2 separate regions of the Bos taurus genome follow, and region 2 is linked to region 1. A link is a contact called in public Hi-C data. All regions are on one chromosome and are shown on one strand. The core of a region is the stretch at or near the end of the contact, and the rest is flanking DNA. Distances in the headings are between cores, read along the strand shown. Region 1 holds the start of RPL31 (ribosomal protein L31). Region 2 holds the start of CNOT11 (CCR4-NOT transcription complex subunit 11).

Region 1 (7,183 bases), core at 2,027-4,526:
ACAAAGCACACAACACTGAAGTAAATACTATGTCATCAGGTTTCGGCAATCATTCAATACTAAATTAAAGGTCCCTTATTAACTTGGTCTATGATTAAAGACGGAGAAGGCAATAGCATCCCACTCCAGTACTGTTGCCTGGAAAATCCCATGGACGGAGGAGCCTGGTAGGCTGCAGTCCATGCGGTCGCTAAGAGTTGGACACAACGGAGCGACTTCACTTTCACGCATTGGAGAAGAAAATGGCGACCCACTCCAGTGTTCTTGCCTGGAAAATCCCAGGGACGGAGAAGCCTGGTGGGCTGCAGTCCATGGGGTCGCACAGAGTCGGACACAACTGAAGTGACTTAGCAGCAGCATGATTAAAGACAAGGGGCCTGGATGGACTGATTTCCTCTCAAAAAATGAAGGCAACAGTTAATGCTACGGATTTCTCAGCATGTGTCAGGCACGATTAACCTGCTGTTTAGAAACGGATACATAAATTCCTTAAATTTCGTGCTTTCAGTTAAATACAAAATGTGAGAAAGCAGAACTCTATTACTGGCTAAAATGATCAATCAGTTGGTTAAGTGAAAGCTATTCCAAGTGGGGCAGAGACCAAAAGTTAAACAGACTGTGAATGTTAAGAGCCACGTCAGTTACCATATCCGCCCCCTCCCCACTCTACCCCTCACCAGCCTCCTTGAACCCATCAAACAAGCTCACTTCATTCACTTAAATATTTAACCATACAGAAAAAAAATGCTACAAAGAAAAAACCAGAGAAAGGAGAGGAATAGGGAAGGGGGCTGCATGTTTAAGATGACCACAGATACTGAAGTCAAGATCCAAAGAGAAGGGCGCCTGTTTAGCTACCTGTGAGAAAAAGCATTATGGGGGTGGGTAAGACTAAGCTCAAACTGCTGCCCTGAATCAGGTACTTGCCAGCTATGATTAAGTAAGTGGCCAACCCATGTAGAATCATAGCAGAACTCTGGCCTCTTAAGATGGTAAGATGGAAAAAAAAAAAAGATGGTAAGATGGGAAGCCAGCCAATGGAGGGTCTGGGAGCAGACCCTCCAGGTGTTTGGAGTGGAGGAGGGAACCAGGAGCCCATCAAGGAAACAGTTCTTGTCTCCTTGGTGGTGGGAGGCAGTGTACTCAGGCCAAGGAAGGCAGACCCAAGAGGACATGCTCCCTTGCCAACAAAAAGGGAAGGCTGCAGGGAAACTGGAAAGTGTGTGAGTGGGTGGGGTGGGGTGGGGGGGCAGCATGGACACAGGGAGTTTGGTTCAGGGTTATGTAAAATGTGAAATGCCTATTAAAAAACTATGCATCTCAACAGCAGCTGGACATACGAGGCCCTAAAACTAGTTGCTATTACCAAGCATAGTTAGAGAAGGGCTGAGTTATGGACTCAATATAAGAGGATGGGATGTGAGGAGAAACAGATCAAGGAGGAGCAGCTGCAGAGGCAAGAAAGACACTAGAAAGTGAAATCCTACGGAGTAAAATGAATGAACAAAGAACTGCCAATTGTTGCCCATCAGGAACTAAAAACAACCCATTCATTTAGTACTGTGAAGGTCTTCACTTAGAGCTTTTGTAACAAAAATGCCTGAAAAACTCATCCACCCGCGATGGCTCAAACCCACTCTTCTAAAGTCCGGTTAACTGTGTGGCCTGTAAAACATCATCCTAGGATTTACTCTTCACCCTTTTCTCTCTGGATGCTTGTCTACCGCCTCCTCCTAGCTAGGAGGGCAGGATCTTTCGGTTTCCTGTTGAACCTGCAGACCCCAAGATACACTGATGTGCTCAATGTGCTCCCCACATGAATCCACCACGCCCCAAACAGAAAGACTCCATATACACAATACTCCCTGGATCACACATGATCAACACCTGGCCAGAAGTGCCAGGCCCAGTGGGGTGGCTGCCACATGTAGGTCCCTCACAAAATCAGCTGTCCAGATACACCCGACACCGACCAAGCCAGTCAAGAAATTTTTGCAGGGCAATGTTTGCTGTTAAAAAGAATCCAAACAGCAGCATTCAAGAAAAGATGCAGTCTCCAGTATCACTAGTGAGCACCATATGCAGAAAAGGGAAGAAAGGACTACAACCAGATCTCCAGAGACCAACACCAAGAACCCAGACATTGGAAATCACCCCCAATATTCCTGTGTATCGCCAACGCACGACGCACAACCTCCAGGTGTCCTCTCAGCAAACAACTCCACTGACACATCCTTTCCTGGTCTCTACAACGGTTTCACTCCCGGTATTACGACTTTCCCAGTGTCAGGATCCATCTGTGTGCATCAGGGAACTAAAGAAACCGCATCACAGCGTTCCTGTTATTGGCCAGTCCGGCTTCAATTAACTAGTGAACTTGACTACAAAGACCTAGACACATCAGCGTTCCCTCCTGCACAACCTTCAGGCCTTCCAGGGTTTTATTCAAAGACAAAGCAACGAGTGGACTGGTTTAATCACTGTATCTCCTCAAGTTGGCTCTCCCAGAAACCTTACCGTTTTACCTCCCGTTTCTAGGTATCAACCTCTGAGGTATTACCCTTTAAACCCTATAAACCTGAAACAGGGTCCATGGAAATAGACTTGAGCTTTCACAGCATTAATGCGTAATTTCTGGCCCACCCAGCCTTCAGGCTAGACAGATTCAGGGACCACCAGACCGTGATTTCGGGAGCCCCCAACAGCAGGGCCAGCGGCAGGCCGCAGGGGTACTCACACTCCATGGATGCGCTTGTGAATGTTGATGGTGTATTCTCTTGTCACCACCTCGTTGATGGCGGACCGGCCCTTCTTCTTCTCGCCGCCCTTCTTTGCGGGAGCCATCTAAACAAACCCAGGCGACAAAGCCGCTCAGGGAGAGTGCGTCAAACCTAAGTCAAGCCCTCCCTCCCGGCACGGCCTCACGCAGCCGCCCTCGGTACGGTTTCCGGGGACAGAAAGTCCGGCCAGGTCCCTGAAGCCCCAGGTCTGGGTAAACAAGCCGGCTACCCCGCGGCCCAAGTAGCCGTATCCCTTAGGTGCCGCCGCCCCGGAAACCCCTGCAGCTCGGGTTCCCCCAAGACTGGCCTCTCTCTCTCAGGCTCCGGGAGCCCTTAAATGCAGCGTACATTCCCGTGCGCCGGGGACGCGGGGTCCCAGGCCAGCTCAGGACAGAGCCTGCAGGCCTGGTCACCACAATCCAAGTAGAGGATGGCACCGGATTACTGCAGACCAAACTCAGCAGCCATACTCACCCTGCAGGGCCGGGGATGGAAAGGAAGAGCGCGAGGGATTGTGGGAGAAGGAAAGCAGCCTCGCAAGTACAACTTCCGGGTTACCTGGAGGCGGGGGAAGGAAGAGGCGCTGCAGTGACGCAAGCAGCGCGCGCCGGGGGGAAAAGGCGTGAAGGCCTCTGGGGCGGGGCCTCGGGCGTCCCGCTTTCTCTCGCAGCTTCCTCTCTCCGGTCTCCACCTCCTGCGCGCGAACGAGGGTGGGAGGGGCTTGCGGTTCGCGTTTAAGTCTTCAGAGAAAACGGGATCCTGGTCCCCAGGTGGAGTGGGGCAGGATAGGCAGAGAAAATGCTCTTCTGTTTTTCCCACTCGCCCAGTGATTCGGCCAGCATTGCCTGAACCTGTGAGCCTGGTTGGCAGCCCGGAGATGACCTACGCGCCTGCCGGCCTGGAGGGAGCCGGGAGCCTTTCCCGGCGGCAGCGATCAGCTAGCTGCAGAGATGCAGAGGGGCCTAGGCTAGGGGCGACGAGGGAGGCAGAGCAGAGGTGGGTTTGCACAAGAAGCGTTTCGAAATTAAAGCGCCAGTTTGTAACTGACTATATGAAATGTCAATTCAGTAGACAGTTATTGATAAAATCACCTTAGAAAGGAAGAGTGAAGTACTATGTACTGTCTATTATATTGGAGAAATCAATATGATTTCGTGACCTTAAATATGTTTTTAGCTCTATCACAACAAAATGACCCAATAACAGCAATGGAAGCAGCGCTTTTATCCAACACCTGGTGTAAAATAGGTACCTTGAAAATGATGCCAGGAGGTTAGGTGTGAGTTGACAGACTTCATGGCCAAGTCCCGGGTCCCCATGCCAAACCCACGGGTTCAGAACTCTGGACCTTCCGTCTGCTGATCAGAGGGGTGCCTTCTGCTGTATCTCCCCTATCCACATGATGTGTGCACAGGTCTCTGTGTGCACAGGTCTCCCAGACAGACACACAAACCCTGGTGCATCACTTATGCATCACATAAGTGCTGGCAAGCAAGAGGCCATGGAACCAGGTGAGTTTAATTATGGGCTATACCTGCTTCTGTGGATTATGGCTTGGTCATCTCTATGGATTACCCATGTCTCTTAAGTTAGAGATGTTTCCAGGAACTTTTTCTGGTTTTGTCAGTTTGTTTTGCTATCATTTCTAAAAGAAGCATTGATTTCTTCCGGCACAATCTTTAAAATAAAGATCAGGATCCCAATAGGCTGAGATGCATGTGAGCTCAAAAAACCTAAGGCCATTACCCAGATTATTGGTTGCTCGCTCCCACCTTTTCTGGATTTTTGATTATCCTTAGAAACGTGTTGAAATTAAAAAAAAAAAAAAAGTTTACTGACGAAGAGAGGTATGAATGCATCAAGAACAAGGTACAGAAACTGCCTCAAAAGGAAATTATACAAATTTGTTAATTTATTACAAAATGTCCACTCACAGAAATACACAAGAAAACTTTTATCCTCTTATATTTTGGGAAAGGAACTGGTGTCTCAGATACAAAATAATTTACACAGAATCCATACAGTTTTATTTTATATAGAAATAGGTCCTTATTACAACGGCTGTACAATTCACTACACTTCGTCTTATAATTACATAAAATCTTCTCTTTAGAAACATCTCAACAAAACATACAAAAAAAGCAAAGTGCATTTTTGAAAAGGAAAATCCACTCCTGGGTCTCGGTCAGGAAAGATATGTAGAAAGCTGTGGCATCCTCACTCCGAGGGCCAGCATGGCGGGGAAGGGGGTTTCCTGGGGCCCTGTCTGGCCTGTAAAACCTTCCCTTTCACAGTCCTTGAGTCCTGTCAGAATCCCAGAACATTACCTGCAGGATTGTACTTTGCGTTGAGTCACCTTTGTAGTTGCAATCACCGGGAAGTCAACAGAAGACAGTCCAGTGTTACATTCAGGAAAAGAAAAAAAAGCCAATCACCAGAACGGTGTGGGGAGAAGAGTCTCATTCCATTAGGGTTTAGGGCGGGTGGGTGGGAGGTGGGGGGGCTGCAGTCTGGTTAATAATGCCCAGCTTTGCTTTCTGATTGGTGGGCTGTTTTTGTTACTGGGGTCTCCGTGTGAAGTCAGGAGACTTGGTTAAAAAAAAAAAAAAAGAGGAAAGTGCCTACGTTATCTCCTTGTGCAGCTGTGCAAATTAAGACAGAAACGATCATCTAAACATAATGAGAAAAAAAATCATCTCTCCATTCAAGACATCGCTGACCGGGTGCTTCTCCGAGGAAAGAGGGTCTGGAGAGTGAAGGCCAATGAGCACATGCGCACGTGGCGCAGAGGCTGGTCCACGCTGGGAGGAGGGGCGATCCAGCAGAGACGCTCCATCTCTAAGCTGAACAGAGTGATGCTCTGATGCGCTCAGCTGGGGACCGCGGTCGGTCCGTCTGGGTATGGTTGTAGAGTGTGGCTATGAAGCACAGGGAAAGGGGAAACAGGGCCAGCTTCCCTGCTCACTCATGTCCATGCTGGCCGCTGCCCTCGGACATGGTCACCACCCAGGAGCTCTGAAATGGATGCGGCGTGCACGGAAGTTGGGGTGTCCTTTAAACCCTTCTCCCCAACTCCTTGGCCACCCGCCCCCTCGTCCGTCCATTGGTTAAAGCTGATGTGACCCAACCGAGGTGCCTGGCCACTACCGGGGCGGCTGCTGGAGGCCTGAGGACTCAGACAGGCTGCTGACCCTTCGGGCCGGGCGCGCGGGCCCCGGCGTCGGGTAGACCAGGGACCCTGGCTGTTGCGAGTAGGTGGAGAGAAGGAGGGAGTCCTGCTGCTCACTGTGCAGAGAGGTTGGCACCTGCACCTGGAAAGAAAGGAACCAGCTCCAGGGAAGGTTCTGGGATTCAGGGACTCCTTCCCTAAATGGCTGGGGCGGTGATGCAGTCCTCCTCAGATTAAAGGGTCCTCCTCCCCTGCCTGAAGACCTGGGGGGAAGGAAGCCCAGCTCTCAGGCCAGCACTAGGGGTTCCTCCTGGCCGGTGGCCGGGGGCCCGCTGCTGCTGCTGCTAAGTCACTTCAGTCGTGTCTGACTCTGTGTGACCCCACAGACGGCAGCCCACCAGGCTCCCCTGTCCCTGGGATTCTAGGCTGCAGGAAGTGGTTTCTTGAACACATGCACAGGAGCCCCCACATAGCCTGTGTGGTATTGGATGCTGGAACCTGACACCACATGCACATCATTGCCGGTACAGCATCTAAACAGGCCTGCAGTCCACATACTTTTCACTGGTGGTCCCTATTTCCAGAATCACTTCCAAATACAGCCATGTGCTAGGAAGCATCCTAATTTGAAGCTCAGAAACTCACTGGGTTTTCCTGGTGCCTCAGATGGTAAAGAATCCACCTGCAGTGCAGGAGACCTGGGTTCAATCCCTGGGTTGGGAAGATCCCCTGGAGAAGGGCATGGTAACCCAGTTCAGTATCCTCAAAGCCTGGAAAATCCCATGGACAGAGGAGCCTGGGGTGGGGGCTACAGTCCACAGAGCCTCAAAGAGTCAGACACGACTGAAAACTGACAACAACTGGTCAAACATTAACTCTGGAACCTTCAGTCTCACCTCGCATTATTTCCAGCCATGAAATCTCCCCTCTAAGGAACCCAGTCCACCCTGTTTCCAAAGCTGCGCAAGGCACATCTGCCCCTCTACCTCGGTGCAGGCTGCCTCTGTTGTTGAAACGTTGTCCCCTCACACTTCACACTCAGCCATCCACTCTTGGAGAGTTTCCATCCCCACGCCCCATCCTTTTTTGACCTTGGCCCCCCAGCCCCAGTGCTCCATTGGCACTGACTCTCTGTGATGTCCCCTGTCCCCCTGCACTCAGGGTCCCTGAGTGCTCCTTGCATCCTTAGCCCTGCATCTGGGTGGAACAGGCACCTACAAGCACGCCGGTGGCT
Region 2 (7,183 bases), core at 3,508-6,007, 190 kb before region 1:
TGGTTATTTTTAGAAATTATCTTGAGCCTGATAAAACTAGCATCTCATGTATCTTTAAAGACAATTATAATCGAAGATTTGTTTAACCAAATACATTTATGAAAATATAATTAAGGAATCATCCCAAGGACTGGTTCCAAGACCTCCTGCAAATACTAAAATCCAGGGATGCCTGGGTCCTATACATAAAAGCTGTAGTATTTGAAAGTAACCTACACACATCCTCCTTATACTTTAAACTCCAGATTACTTACAATGCCTAAGACAATGTAAATGCTATGTAAATACAATGTAAATGCTAGGTAAGTACAAAGTAAGTGATATGTAAATAGCTGCCAGAATTCAAGTTCTGCTTTGGGGAACTTTCTGGAACTCCGCCCCCCCACACACACACCCCCAAGGGTCTGGTTGGATCCTTAGATGCAGAACCCAAAGATGTACAGGGCCAACTGTTGTATGTCAAATGATTCACTGTGATCTGAGGTGATGTCAATGAAACTTAAGTTTGTGGAGCTATTAAGAGCTTTGTTTTCTAACATGCTTCAGTTCCTGCAAAGATAAGTTTATGTATACAGACCAAAACAAATCAAAAACTACAGTCCTCAGAAATGCTTTTCTTCTCTGCTGCAGCCAGCAACTGTGTAAAAGGTAGAGGGACAAGGAAGCAACCACTAGCTCTGCACTGTTATAAGACCTTCCTCATCTGGTCCTGACGCACTCTCCTCCTCCCATTTCCCCCTCCAACGCTTGTGCTCTGCATTTCGGTTGCACAAAACCTCTTAGCTTCTCCGAGTCCTGATTTCAAAACATACAATACATGCAGCTCTTGGAATACCTGAGAGGGCCGCGCCCTTCTCTTCCCACCACCCCTCATCAACATCCAGCAGAAACATCAGTCCCTCTCGAGGTCCCTCGGGCTCCACGGGTGTAGTTCCCGTGCCACAAGGCTCCGTGTACGTGCCACCCAGCACAGCCCTGGGTGTCAGGCCACAGTCACGTTTGTGTTTCCTCAGCCAGACTGAAGTTTCCCGAGTGTGAAGAAGTCTTCCTACTCACATTCAGATACATTTTCAACCTTGGCTCCACAGCAGAGTCACCTGAAACGCTCAAAAAACATGCACCCCCTAGATGGGAAGCTGCTGTATACATGGCACTGGGAGCTCAGCTCTGTGCTCTGTGATGACCTAAAGGGGTGGGACGGGGAGGAGGGAGGCTCATGAGGGAGAGGATGTTTGTATACATACAGCTGATTCACACTGTTGCAGAAACTAATAATACTGTAGAGCAATTACACTCGAGTTTTAATTTTAATTTTTTAAAAATTAAAACTATATATATACCCACTATATATGCCCCTTGATGTACAATGTAATAAGCCTTGTCATTGACAGTCCCTCTGTTGTGGATTTAAGCACCATCTCTATCAACAGTAATTGTGGATAACACTTACTTCTATTCCTCATAACAACTCTGTGTTTGTTAGTCCCGAAACCTATATGCAGGTCAGGAAGCAACAGTTAGAACTGGACATGGAACAACAGACTGGTTCCAAATAGGAAAAGGAGTACGTCAAGGCTGTATATTGTCACTCTGCTTATTTAACTTCTATGCAGAGTACATCATGAGAAACGCTGGGCTGGAAGAAGCACAAGCTGGAATCAAGATTGCCGGGAGAAATATCAATAACCTCAGATATGCAGATGACACCACCCTTATGGCAGAAAGTGAAGAGGAACTAAAAAGCCTCTTGATGAAAGTGAAAGAGGAGAGTGAAAAAGTTGGCTTAAAGCTCAACATTCAGAAAACGAAGATCATGGCATCTGGTCCCATCACTTCATGGGAAATAGATGGGGAAAGAGTGGAAACAGTGTCAGACTTTATTTTTCTGGGCTCCAAAATCACTGCAGATGGTGATTGCAGCCATGAAATTAAAAGACGCTTACTCCTTGGAAGGAAAGTTATGACCAACCTAGATAGCAGATTCAAAAGCAGAGACATTACTTTGCCAACAAAGGTTCGTCTGGTCAAGGCTATGGTTTTTCCTGTGGTCATGTATGGATGTGAGAGTTGGACTGTAAAGAAAGCTGAGCACCGAAGAATTGATGCTTTTGAACTGTGGTGTTAGAGAAGACTCTTGAGAGTCCCTTGGACTGCAAGGAGATCCAGCCAGTCCATTCTAAAGGAGATCAGTCCTGGGTGTTCGTTGGAAGGACTGATGCTAAAGCTGAAACTCCAGTACTTTGGCCACCTCATGGGAAGAGTTGACTCATTGGAAAAGACTCTGATGCTGGGAGGGATTGGGGGCAGGAGGAGAAGGGGACGACAGAGGATAAGATGGCTGGATGGCATCACCGACTCAATGGACTTGAGTTTGAGTGAACTCTGGGAGTTGGTGATGGACAGGGAGGCCTGGCGTGCTGCATTCATGGGGTGGCAAAGAGTCGGACACGACTGAGCAACTGAACTGAACTGAAGTCATGTGCAACTCTTTGCCATGTCATGGACTAGCCTGCCAGGCTCCTCTGTCCATGGGATTCTCCAGGCAAGAATACTGGATGGGTTGCCATTCCCTTCTCCAGGGGAACTTCCTGACCCAGGGATCAAATTCTGGTTTTCTGCTTTGCAGGTAGATGCTTGCTGCCTACTCTGCCAGCTGGGAATTATTATCTGCAGCTTACAGAGAAGTAAACTGAGGCAGAGACAGGCAAAATAACCGATCTATGGATTTCTTTCCTGGGAAATCTATTTACAATACAAAGTTAACAGCCTAGATCTAGTTTCAGACTCATTGCATTTGAGAATAACATTACATAAGTCACAGTTCCTTTACCTAACCCATCCTACAGAATTCAGAAGGCTCTCAGACCCAAATCCCACACTGTCTCTGTCCATCTTGGGTGGCGGGTTTGACCAGACCACACATATACACACACACAACACACCTTGCAGTCACTTTTCTGGACATTCTCAAACTTCCTGAAAGTCAGGTTCAGAACCTGCACGCTACAGATATCTCATGGAATACAAAAGTTGCCCCTTTTAGGTAACCAATCAGAAGATGCTTTAGATCCAGAAGAATTGCCAGCAGCAACAATGACTAGCTTAACTGCAGAAGCCCTCTCCTGCAGGAAAAAATTCTCTAGTATTACATTAATCCTGCCTTCACCTTCTGGCTCCCGGAATAGCAGTCCCTTCCTAAGGAGTGACTTACCTGTTTCCTCACTGCCTAAGGACTAGGAGATCAAGCTGCTTCCCACCTCTGACAACCTGTTCTGCCCACTACACTGGGCCCTGTCTAAATCTCCCAGACACTCATCACCATCTTCTCCTCTATGCCGTTCTCCTCTCCTGGCTTCAGGTCTTCTCCTAAAATCAAGTCTCATAAACAAGCTCTTGAGTTACCAAAACAAAAAAAAGCAGTCTCACATCAAATCCACCGGTCTCACCAAAGTTGCAGAAAACACACCTTTTACATAATGTCCAGTAGTAGTTTTATAATCTAGGCGGTGAATTCGAGGCTGTTTTCTATCCTGTGACCCCATCGCGTTAACCAAGAACACCTAACAGCAAGAAGGTGGCTAGTATAATCCTTTGTTGTTTAGCTGGTAAGTCGTGTCCCACTCTGCGACCCCATGAACTGTAGCCTGCCAGGCTCTTCTGTCCATGGGATTCTCTAAGCAAGAATACTGGAGTGGGTTGCCATTTCCTTCTCCAGAAGATCTTCGTGACCCAGGGGTCCAACCCGTGTCTCCTGCATTGGCAGCCGGGTTCTTTACCACTGAGCCACCGGGGAAGCCCTGCGTAATGTGTATCTCCGCCTCAACCACGTCTTCCGGTTCTGAATGACTTCTCATTGACTCTCCTGAGACTTAAAGCCGGGGGCAGATAAAGTGTGTCGTTACTTACAACTTCACACACCTCTGACGGGCTAGACGAGAACGAACCGCATGTGAGGCACAAAAGCGTCAAGCCCCACACTAAGCTGCACGGTTTGACGGCTCCTACTGTTGCGGGGGGAGCGGTTAATTTTCGGTGCCAGGAAGCTGCCACTCGTCCGTACTTGGTGGAGGGGGTGGGGAGGGAATTTCAAAAGGAGACGACGGATTTCCCAGGCCGGTGAAGGCCCAGCAGCTCCAGGAAGGCGGTCCCAGCCGTACCTGAGAGGGGCGGCCGGTCGGGTTCCTGGCCGCCGCGGGCGGGCGGCGCGGGGTTAAGCAGGTGCGCGAAGCTGGCGGCGAAGGGGTTGGCGGCGAGCGGCTCGGTGCGGTACATCTCCCAGAGCAGGTAGAGCGCCGTGAGGCGCTGCGCCGCGCTGGGTAGCAGGTCCGGCTGCTGCAGCAGCATCACGAGCACCGAGCCCAGGCGGAAGTGGTCGGCTTTGCTGAAGTAGTGGTGGAAGGCGGTGGACAGGCCCTCGAAGGTGCTGCCGCCGCCCGCCTCCTCCGAGATGATGCTCAGCAGGCTCGAGAGCTCCTTCGGGGTCAGGCTCATCCTGCCCGCGGGGCCCCCAGGGCCTCCGCTCCCCGGCCCGGGGACGCCCGCTCCGCCTCTGCCGCCGGAGCCCGAGCCTCCCGGGCCGCTCCTGGACGCCGACCCCGCCGCTTCCCGGGTTCCCCTTTGCTCCGCGGCGGTGAGAAGCCGACCAGATGACGCGCTTGCCCCGCCGCCGGGCATCAACCTCTTTCCCCCGTCCTGCTTCACGGCCGGAGGGGCCCTGGCGCCGGCTCGCTCCGTCCCTGCGGCCGTAAAGCGCGCTGTGGCACGACAGCGTCGCAAACAAAACAAGCCTGGAACCCAGCCGGCAATAGAAGAGAGGGCAGCGCGCAGCCAGAGCGAGGCTGCTGGAGCCAGGCCAGGGAGAAGATCCCGAGACGCCGAGGGGGCGGAGCAAAAAGCCGGAAATTGAGGCGGGGCTTGGAGGAGGGGCCGAGCCGCCGGCGGGGCCCGGATCTCGCCCTGCGGAAGTCTCGCGGAGCCCCAGAGCAGAGCTGAGTTGTCATCTGCGCGTGCGCGAGCGAGAGGCGCACCCCTCCCTCCCCGCCCCCCCCCCCCCCCCCGCCGGCAGTGTGCCCCGGAGAAACCATTGTCCAGATAAGCCTCTGGAAAATGCTTATTAGAAACTGAAAAACTCTCTTAATTAACACACATGACTATTCATGGTAGAAGATTTTTTAAAAATGCAAATAACTATAGACCACGCGTTTCTCATAACCAAAATTAATTTTCAATCCTACACTATTTGAAGAAATGGAGTCATACTGCACACGAGCTATTGTACGGAGTTGTTTTAACAAAATTTCCGGAAAATGTTTTCAGAAAGCAGAAACACCTGCCCAGGTGACTAGGGCTCGCTCCAGGCTGGGAACCACCGAGTGGTGTGACCCAGACTTGCTCGGTTCCTCCCTTAGACCTGCAAAACCCTGCAGGGATTCCTGCCAGGGAATTTGGGAATCTCAAGTTTGGGAAATCCCGTGTGACCTAACTAATGCTGGCAACTGGAGAATTCTCTAGTTCAGTGCCTCCTTAGTTCTAAAATAAAATGGAAAGAAGAGAAATTGGTTGGTCATTGAAGATGCCTATTCTGAAGACTTCTTGAATTGACTATTAGAGGGACTTTCCTGGTGGACCAGTGGCTAAAACTCTGTCCTCCCCATACAGGGGGCCTGGATTGGATCCCAGGTCAGGGAGCTGAGATCATGCATGATGCAATGAAGAGCAAAGACTCCATGTGCCACAGCAAAGGCCTGGCGCAGCTAAATGCATTTTTTTTTAAGTTTAAAAAATGGTTAGATATGTCTCTAGAAAGGTCCTGCCGGTTAAGAGCAGCACACATGACTTGCTAACTTGGGAAACTGATTTAAATTATCTTGAAGGTATTCTTATTTACTACAGTAAATAAACTTCATTGTGTTTGGGAGGTCTGTTTGTTACTGGGGTTTGGTCTTTTTATTTTTGTACTTAAGATTTTTTTTGTTTGTTTGTTTATCTATTTAGGCTGTGCCAGGTCTGGCCAGGTGTGGCATGCTGGACCTTTAGCAGTGGGATCTAGTTCCCTGACCAGGGATCAAATCCAAGTCACTTGCGTTGGGAGCACAGAGTCTTAGCCACCACACCACCAGGAAAGTCCCTCTAATAGTCAATTCAAGAAGTGAGTCCAGTTTTTTTTTTTTTTTTTTTAAGTTGTTTCAAAATATTTGAACATTATGTGCCCCCCAAGCCCCAATAAACTTTTTTTTTTTCTGTAGGAACAGTTTCAAAATTAGGTTGATGTTAAAAAGAACCCCAGAGGCCCCAGTGGAGTCACTTCTCCTAGGTCACACCACTAACCTAACTAAAACTTCATCCTCCCCCAGAAAGTATGAATGCTAGTCAATCGGTTGTAGCCGACTCTTTGCGACCTCAGGGACTGCAGCCAATCAGACTCTTCCGTCCATGGAATTCTCCAGGCAAGAATACTCGAGTGGGTTGCCATTCCCTCCTCCAGGGGACCTTCCTGATCCATGGTTGAACCCCAGTCTCCCGCATAGAAGGCAGATTCTTTACCGTCTCAGCCACCAGGGAAGCCAAAATGTAGGCTTAACCAGAAATTTTCTAGTCTGCATCAATGAGGTAATTGGTCATCTGGACCCTCTCTATTCCCCAAAGGAAGATGAGGTAGCCTGCCACAAAGACCCCTTCCGTTCCCCATAAGCAAGTTGTGTGCTGTGCTCAGTCGCTTCAGTCATGTCCAACTCTTTTACCTGCCAGGCTCCTCTGTCTGTGGAATTCTCCAGGCAAGAATACTGGAGTGGGTTGCCGTGCCCTCCTCCAGGGGATTTTCTTGACCCAGGGAGTGAATCTGCATCACTTGCGTTGCGGGCGGGTTCTTTACCCACTGAGCCACCTAAGAAGCCCCATAAGCGAGTTACCTATGCCTGAAATAACGTTTTTTTGCTGATGAGTTCCTTGTCTTGCCTTTGAAAACATTTCCTTTCCTAAAGCTGTTGGGAGCTCCTCTCTACTTCCTGAATGGGATGCTGCCTCACTTGTGAATGGTTCAGTAAAACCAATTAGATCTCTGAAATGTACCCGGTTTGTATTTTTGTTATTTAACAGCAGTATCCAGGGTTTCCTGCATGTTCCCTGAAAACAACTCTCAGGTCCTGGAAACAAATAACCACAAACATAAATCTGTCCTCTCATA

Evidence for each region. Hi-C and Micro-C count contacts between places; a contact is called where the count stands out from the background.
Region 2: a contact with region 1 is called in a Hi-C map of skeletal muscle, with 5 times the contacts expected there. The contact joins the promoter of CNOT11 here to the promoter of RPL31 in region 1. A contact is called at or near these places in 3 of 11 Hi-C or Micro-C datasets (skeletal muscle, skin fibroblasts and an unstated tissue).

Annotation. Positions count from the first base shown.
Region 1 is chr11:5,968,318-5,975,500 of ARS-UCD2.0, reverse strand. It overlaps RPL31 (ribosomal protein L31), which reads right to left and starts at 3,276. Exons shown (of 5, transcript NM_001025341.3): 1 at 3,255-3,276; 2 at 2,738-2,844. The coding sequence starts at 2,844. NPAS2 (neuronal PAS domain protein 2) reads right to left here. Exons shown (of 22, transcript NM_001083763.1): 22 at 4,678-6,091. The coding sequence ends at 5,924.
Region 2 is chr11:6,162,161-6,169,343 of ARS-UCD2.0, reverse strand. It overlaps CNOT11 (CCR4-NOT transcription complex subunit 11), which reads right to left and starts at 4,757. Exons shown (of 7, transcript XM_002691150.6): 1 at 4,158-4,757. The coding sequence starts at 4,674.